Regions from separate parts of the Mus musculus genome. Here region 2 is linked to region 1. The links are chromatin contacts, called in public Hi-C maps. All regions are on one chromosome and are shown on one strand. The core of a region is the stretch at or near the end of the contact, and the rest is flanking DNA. Distances in the headings are between cores, read along the strand shown. Region 1 has its middle 63 kb from the start of Lhfpl1. Region 2 has its middle 11 kb from the start of Amot.

Region 1 (3,985 bases), core at 839-3,338:
TGATGAATGGGTTATATTCTGATGAACTTGTGGTAGCTTGAAATTTTCCCCATGTCCAAAAGGCACTACATAATGCACGTGACCCAGCAAACATTCCATTGCAGCGCCATAGCACACCACAGTTAAAAGTTGCTTATGTATTCTTGAAATTTTGTGCCTGACCTATAGCAATGGGTAACTGTTCCTGTCATGTATCTTGAGAGAGGTCCATACTGTGTGGCAGGCCTAGAGAATGATTACCTTTTAAACTTAGCAATATGACTTCTAAGTGCAAATCACTGTATAGTATCATGAAATTTGGATGTATGTGTAAATGAAATTACAAGTAAGACATCCTCTGCACTGCTGTCTGCTAAGAATAAAAAGCAAGTATTTAGGGTCATGGTCTGAATTCCAAATTTGAGACTCCCCATTGGCCGTTCTGGATCCAGTCATGTTTGGTGTGAAGAAAGCTGCCTCCTTGCCTTTGCTTGGGAGGCCTTGCTATTTCAAGACAGCACTCTGTTTACAGCAGAGATTCGCCTTTTCATTCTTCTTGGTTTCCTAAGCACCATAACATGGCTTTCCCAGCTCTGCTTTCTACTTCTGCCAGCAAGATTTTGCTGAAAGGACCCGGATATAGCTGTCTCTTGTGAGGCTGTGCCAGTGCCTGGCAAACACAGAAGTGGATGCTCACAGTCAGCTATTGGATGAACACAGGGCCCCCAATGGAGGAGCTAGAGAAAGTACCCAAGGAGCTAAAGGGGTCTGCAACCTTATAGGTGAAACCGCAATATGAACTAACCAGTAACCCCAGAGCTCATGTCTCTAGCTGCATATGTATCAAAAGATGGCCTAGTCGGCCATCATTGGTATTGCAAACTTTTTATGTCCCAGTACAGGGGAACACCAGGGCCAAGAAGTGGGAGAAGGTGGGTAGGGGATGGGGGGTGTAGGGGACTTTCACGATAGCACTTGAAATGTAAATGAAGTACATAGCTAATAAAAAATTGGAAAAAAAAGATTACTCAAAGGAATAAAAATTTGAAGACATGCAAATATCTTTCTAACTGCAAAAGGATGTTAGAATTGAGAAGTAATTTAGTAAAAAGAGGGGTGAATGTAAAATACCCTAAGCTGTTCAAAGAGTATTCCTGCTGAGAGACAAAGCACTGGGCAGGATTGCCTTTTATTCTCCCTCCTAACTGCTCTCATTCAGATAAAGCTGGCTAAGATACAGCTCAGAGGCTCCTGCAACCTACACTGGTAACACTGAAAGGACTTGCAAACACATGGGACCCAGGAGTGTCTTCTTGAAAAGAAACACTTTGCATAACGTGGTATTGTTTTTACTGCTTTACTCTTTCCTTTGCCTCTAAGGGATGGTTCTCATCGTGCAAGAGTACCACCTACCACATTTTCTCAACTGCAGCCTCCTAGAATCTAGAGTCCCTTCAGGAAGGACTAGAAAGGACTCTGAAGCTAAGGAGGGGATGCCTGAGCTTGCTGTATCAGCACAAAGTCCTGAGTTCAGATTCCTAGCATCGTTTCTCTAGCAGTGTGATTATGAGTAAGTCACTTGGCTGTCCCAGGGAAATGGGAAGGAAGAGAGGGAGGGAGGATGGAAGTGACTGAGGTAGGGAGGGAGGGAGGGAGACAGAGACAAAGACAGAGACATCAATGGAGAGAGATCATTGCACAGGCAACGCTTTGTTGTTTTAAAATATCAAAAAGTGTGGAAAAAAAAAAACAAACTCCATTCTGACAAACTGAAAGTATTTAAGGAAAATAAAATGATTTTTAACTGGCAATTCATTTTTTTGTCATCTAGGGATTAAGTTTCTTAACTTTGTTGGCACGGAACAGCGGCAAGCTCCCTTCCCTTCCAGTTTTACACGGATGAGTTGCTACTGAGAAAAGACAGTGATCAGAAGTAATCACTGAAGGAGAATGTGGCCAGTCAGGAAATCATCCAGAAAATGAAAATACAACTCCCATTTCTGGTGACGACTTGGCAAGTAACTTTGAAAAGGAAGTGAGAGAATTGCAAGAGACAAAACATAAAGGAACAAAGAAGGTTGGCAGCCAAGCTGAGGCATCGGGGACAAGGACAAAGCCTTGAAGACATGTAGCTTAGAGTCTCGGGTTTTAACACATCCAGCAGATGTGTGACCCTGGAGGAGTCATGGAAGGGGTTTTTGTTTCCTCTGTGAAAAAGACAACATAAGAGTATGGCTAACATGAAGGTAGCTCATGAGGGTTTTTTGTTTGTTTGTATTGTTTTGTTTTGTTTTTTTTTTGTTTTTGTTTTAGTCATTAATATGTGCTTCAGGACAGAATTCAATGTTTTTTCTGCACTGAACTAACTGTATGCCCATTACTAATCATTCCCATTCCTTCGCCTCTAGTCTCCCTAAAAAGTATTGAAATGGCTAAGGAGGTGACTCTGTGCGTGAAATGTTCTTCATGGAAGCATGAAGTCCTGAGTGCCAATCTCCAAAAACCCTGTAAATGTGGATGTAGTACTGTGTGTCTACAGACCCAGTGTTCATATGACAAGATGAAAAACAGATGCAGGAGTATCCCCAGAAGCTCACAGGCCAGACCGCCTGACAGATGCAACGGCAAAGAATAAGAAGAAACCCTATTTATTTTTATTTTTATTAGATATTTTCTTTATTTACATTTCAAATTTTATCTCCCATCTTCATTTCCCCTCCAAAAACCTCCCTATTCCATCCCCCCTCCCCTGTTCACTAACGCACCGACTCTTACTTCCCTGTCCTGGCATTCCCGTACACTGGGGCATAGAGCCTTCACAGGACCAAGGGCCTCCCCTCCCATTGATGTCCCACAAGGCCATCCTCTGCTACATATGCAACTAGAGGCATGGGTCCCTCCATGTCTACTCTTTGGTTCGTGGTTTAGTCCCTGGGAGCTCTGGAGGGTCTGGTTGGTTCATATTGTTGTTCCTCCTATGGGGCTGGAAACCCCTTTAACTCAATAAGGAACCCATTAACAAACAAGGTAGTAGGTGAAAATCAACACCTGATGCTCTTGTCTTCTGACCTCTACGTGTGTTCTCTGTCTCACAAATGCCTACATTCAAACATATGACATACTCCTAATTCTCACAAGTGCATGCACTCGTGTTCATGTACGTGCACACACATGACATTGGAAGTCAGGGAGGAGGCAAGAGAAACAAACAGGAAAGGAATGTAGAACAGAGGTGAGTTCCTAGCCTCTACAGTGGTTTACTGACTGGACATCCGTGCACATAGAGCACAGTGCTGATATGAACCAGTATAATATGTGCGTCTGGCCTTGTATCTGGTTCAGTCACTTACCGGACATGTGACCTTGAACTACTTACTTCCTTTCTCTACAACTCATCTTCCTAGCAGGAAATAGAAACATAATAGCCTCTATCTCTTTGTGTCATTGTGAGGATTAAATAAAAGACATTCAAGAAATATTTGATATTACAATAATAATTTGATAAAAAAAGAAGATTGTCCCCTGGGCCATATTTTATAGAAATAATCTGTCTCATCCAGAGAAAATTGCTAGAATCAAACTATTCTGTACTCTCCACACTTTTTCAAATACATTCTCAAAATACTGGCCGTTCTTTTCTTTTATCTCTTTTAGTGCCCTCTCCAGCATGCCCTCACACTCACTCTTTCTGTCTCCCTGTGGCCCTTCACTATCATTCAAGAAGCTGCTGATGTACCAACTAGATTAAAACACACACACACACACACACACACACACACACACACACACAGAGAGAGAGAGAGAGAGAGAGAGAGAGAGAGAGAGAGAGAGAGAGAGCTGTGCATGTTTGTCTTAAAGGGATAAGGATGCTACTTTTGTTTTTCAGTTACTAGAAAGTCCCACAGACCCTTAAAGGCATATTCAGTCCCTCTTCCGTCACCTTCCAGCTAGTTCAACCCAGGCTTCAAGACTCCAGTAGTACTACCCTTAAGTCCTCTCTCACAAC
Region 2 (3,756 bases), core at 863-3,362, 88 kb after region 1:
GGTAAAGACAAAGCCTTCCATACTTTCCCTGTCTGGTTTTCAAGAAGAAAATTCACAACAGAATTGTTTTCATTAAATTTAAATTTTAGTGTAAAGAGAGAGAGAGAGGGAGAGAGAGAGAGAGAGAGAGAGAGAAACTCCTCACTCAGCACTTCAACAGTATGTCTAAGTGTGTTCTACCTACGAGAAAGGTTTTAAGACCTTTCCCCACGCTAACGCGGGGATGACTGGCTTCATCTAACTCTCTTAGGAGTGTTCTACTGACATAGTTCAGAGTCCCCCATTTTGTGATATGACTTTGGAAAGGAGCCCCATTTGCCTGGAGTTGAGGTTTTGTGTCTGAGTGCGTGTGGCTCAGGTGCTCACGGCAGGTGTGGCATCATTCAGCAGGTGCATGGACAAGAGCCAATGTTTCCTATCAGCATGCCAAAGAACCTGAGTCACTCTCCCGAGACACTGCCCCTCCTCCGGCTGCTGACCTGCAAGCACCAGAAACCCAGTGTGACTGCGTTGCTTGACAGAGCTGAATTTAGACCTTGCCTTCTCAAAGTACTTGAGTACGATCAGTTATGCCACATGCCATGTGGCCAAAGTAATTGCCCCAGTAATGGACATTAAGGCAGGCATGGCCCATGGGGGGGGGGCAGCACCAGGGACTATGTATAAAGAATGACTATCTCCTACAAGTTATGGAGGGAAGTGAAGCTCAAAATATATTGCATCCCTCTATAGAACATCTAGTCTTCTGCAGATGGTCCTGAAATCTCAGAAACCAATGTTGATTTCCCTAAAAGAGGTGAAGCAAACTAGAACCTATTAGGAGGCATATGTTCTTAAGGTTAGTGCACCATAACCTCTTCACGGTACCAAAAGTGTGCTCAGCCTGGTCACAGAAACAACCAGGTCAGAAAATTTGCCACACTTCCCTACACAATCCCAATCAGAACCCTCGGGCAGAAAGAACCCCCTAGGGGGTGAAACAGGTCATCACTATTTTTCTTAGTTCCAAATACTATTTGCTTTGGAAAACAATCTGTACCCCCCTCTCTCCTGCTCCCAACACATGCATGTATTAAGGCAGACACAAGCATGTACATGCACACGCACACAGAGGGGGGAGGGATACAGACAGAAGACAATCATACAAGAAGGGAAAAATGAAATAAAATGGTGTGTTATCATAAGCCACTATAGTTCCCCAATTCACAACTATTCCCCAGTTCACTACCCATTTGGGAGTAAAAACAAAGATCTGAACTGAAAACCCAAATGGAACAAAGGAAATTCTATGTTTTCAGGACTGGCAATCTAAATGCTTTTCCTCCTGTGTGATATTTTTTTAATCTTAGTTTGCTATCACACGAGGAAGCATGTCACTAATTCAATGCAAATGGGTACTCCCTTGAAAACAACTAAAAACGAGTAAAGGATGCACTAATTAGCTTCCTAATAAGGAAGGTTTTAATTGAACTTTTCTATAACAACACTCATCAAAGTTTCCAGGATAACTTCATAAAAGATGTCAAGTCTGGCCCATATTTGTATCGCCTTAAAATAATTCTCAATACACAGAAACAGAAAGCTGATTTCTCTCCAATGCTGTTAACACTCAGGCCACTGCATTTTCTGATGTCAGCAATCCCCTTCCCGCAAATATTCCAAGTATGCACCGCCGTCCTTCTCCTTTCAATTATGTGGTTTCTCTGCTCTTTTCCTGATTGAGACCAGGCCTCTTGGATAATGAGAAGCATGTGTTGGGGGGGGGGGGGGAAGGTCCTAAAAAAATACATACATCAGTTTCATCTGCATCATACATAGGGGGGATCCAATCACTTGTTCCTATCAAAGGTATGAAAATGTGAAGTTTACTAAGGGATATTATAAGATCAGCATCAATGTGGAAAGGTGATCAGTTATTGTAATCTAAAGCAACACCAATAAATATAAGGGAGATATACCCCCCCAAGTCCACTCTTTCTCGCTTGGCCACATTTATATTTAATGTTATCTTAATGTTGCCTTTAGGGGTATTTAAATTCTGACATACACATGGAAATGAGCCACGAATTGTACAGCAAGCATAAATATTCCATCATTAATAAAAACCAGCTGTGCACAAAACAGCACAAGAGCTGGGTTTCAGTCACTGGCTATCAGTAGTATTTGTCACAGGCAAATATTCCTCAAAACTTTTCTCCCTGAAAACACAGATGCAGCCACATTTGCTTTACTCTAACATTTGAAGGGACTTTCAAGAACTCATTGGTCACTTGGGTGCATTCCAACTAATGTCGCTTCCTCACTCTGACAGTCACTACAGTCCATTAAATTTTTACTTCAACCTATGACAGAATATGAAAATATTTATTTTTTGGAAAAGGTTGAGAGGGTCAATAACAGAAATATAGGGTCAATCTTAATTATAGTCAGTAAGGCAATAGGGCACCAAAGGGCACTGTATGTTATAAGAGAGCAAAAGCTCATTAAACATGAACACCTGCTCAGGACCCTATAATAAGCTTGTTCTGCCATCATACAAACACCTTTCATCCAATGACCTCAAAGCATGTGCCCAATATGAAGCATGCCTAAACACCTCTGTGAAGTATTAATATCCTCGCTTCCCAGAAGGGTAACTGAAGCTTAGAGCAGCTAATTCAGCTACCCTTGGTCACATGGCAAGTCAGTGAGGGGCTGGGTAGAGAATCCCAGATCCTGGCTTCAAGTCACACAGACTAATGCCATTTCAGGCAGCCAGAGAAAGAGTGAAAGTGACTCCACAAATCTACAGAGAGAGAGAGACACACACACAGAGAGAGAGAGAGAGAGAGATCCAAATATACCCACCTGAATTTTACCCCCAGGAACACAAAGTATGAAGCATATTCCTGTATTTCACTTGGAGATTTATACATGCTACAGATTTAAGATTTTAGTATTTACATTTTAGCTGGAGAAATTTCATTGAATTTGTGGAGAAATAATATTAGTTTACCAGATAGCAAAAATTAGACATAACACAGAGATTATATTTTATTTACTGAAGGAAAGTTAGAGGTCCATGAAACTTAAGATTCACTATGTACAAAAGTTCTCAGATAAAAGAACCCTTTGTGTGCAGACCACGTGACTTCACCTATATACTGTGTATTCCGTTGCCTACAAAATCGTCTCCTCACGGTTTTTTTCCTCAGTCTGGCAAACATTATTTTTGAGGCTATCAATCAAGCATATCTAGGCCTTCCTGATCCCCCTTCTTCATTCTGGATCCTACACAGTCCACCCAAATGTATACTATCTTAATGAAATATCAATGGTGCAGCAATTTAAAAATAATTTCCAATCAATTAGATAAGTAAACACTGGGTTCTGGTTTGGTTTTTCTTTGTGGGGAAGAGTGGCAGAGGAGGGAGGCCACAAGAATAGGCTTGCTACATACATAAACCACCTCTAAATCAGGCAATGATTAGAGCTCAATGAAACCTATCTGTACCCCCAGGCCCACCAGGAACAATACTTATGAGACTCTTGACATGTCCTCATTGGTTCATACTCCTTTACTCTATAGCAGTTTACAACGCTTTGTCCTCAACGAACTCTTGTTGAAAAGCAACATTACCTACTCTTATGACCCAAAGTATGGAAGATTTCCATTCGTAGAGGGACCAGGATTCTTGAAGTTTCGTGGAGACTCTTGGGCTTATTATTTGATACTGCTAAAATATAAAACACATTTCTGTCGATGTGTTATTACAG

The links. Hi-C and Micro-C count contacts between places; a contact is called where the count stands out from the background.
Region 2: a contact with region 1 is called in a Hi-C map of cortical neurons, with 1.6 times the contacts expected there. The contact joins two enhancer-like sites. A contact is called at or near these places in 1 of 39 promoter capture datasets (the 3T3-L1 cell line) and 5 of 484 Hi-C or Micro-C datasets (8-cell embryo, the HPC-5 cell line, cortical neurons and 1 more).

What each region holds. Positions count from the first base shown.
Region 1 is chrX:145,409,688-145,413,672 of GRCm38.p6, forward strand. No RefSeq gene overlaps it. Among named protein-coding and RNA genes, the nearest start is that of Lhfpl1, 63 kb to the left of the region's middle. Within about 2 kb of position 2,089, at least 5 of the 459 cell types and tissues checked have an H3K27ac peak or open chromatin away from gene starts, as enhancers often do.
Region 2 is chrX:145,497,224-145,500,979 of GRCm38.p6, forward strand. It overlaps a transcript of Amot not described here. Among named protein-coding and RNA genes, the nearest start is that of Amot, 11 kb to the left of the region's middle. Within about 2 kb of position 2,113, at least 16 of the 459 cell types and tissues checked have an H3K27ac peak or open chromatin away from gene starts, as enhancers often do.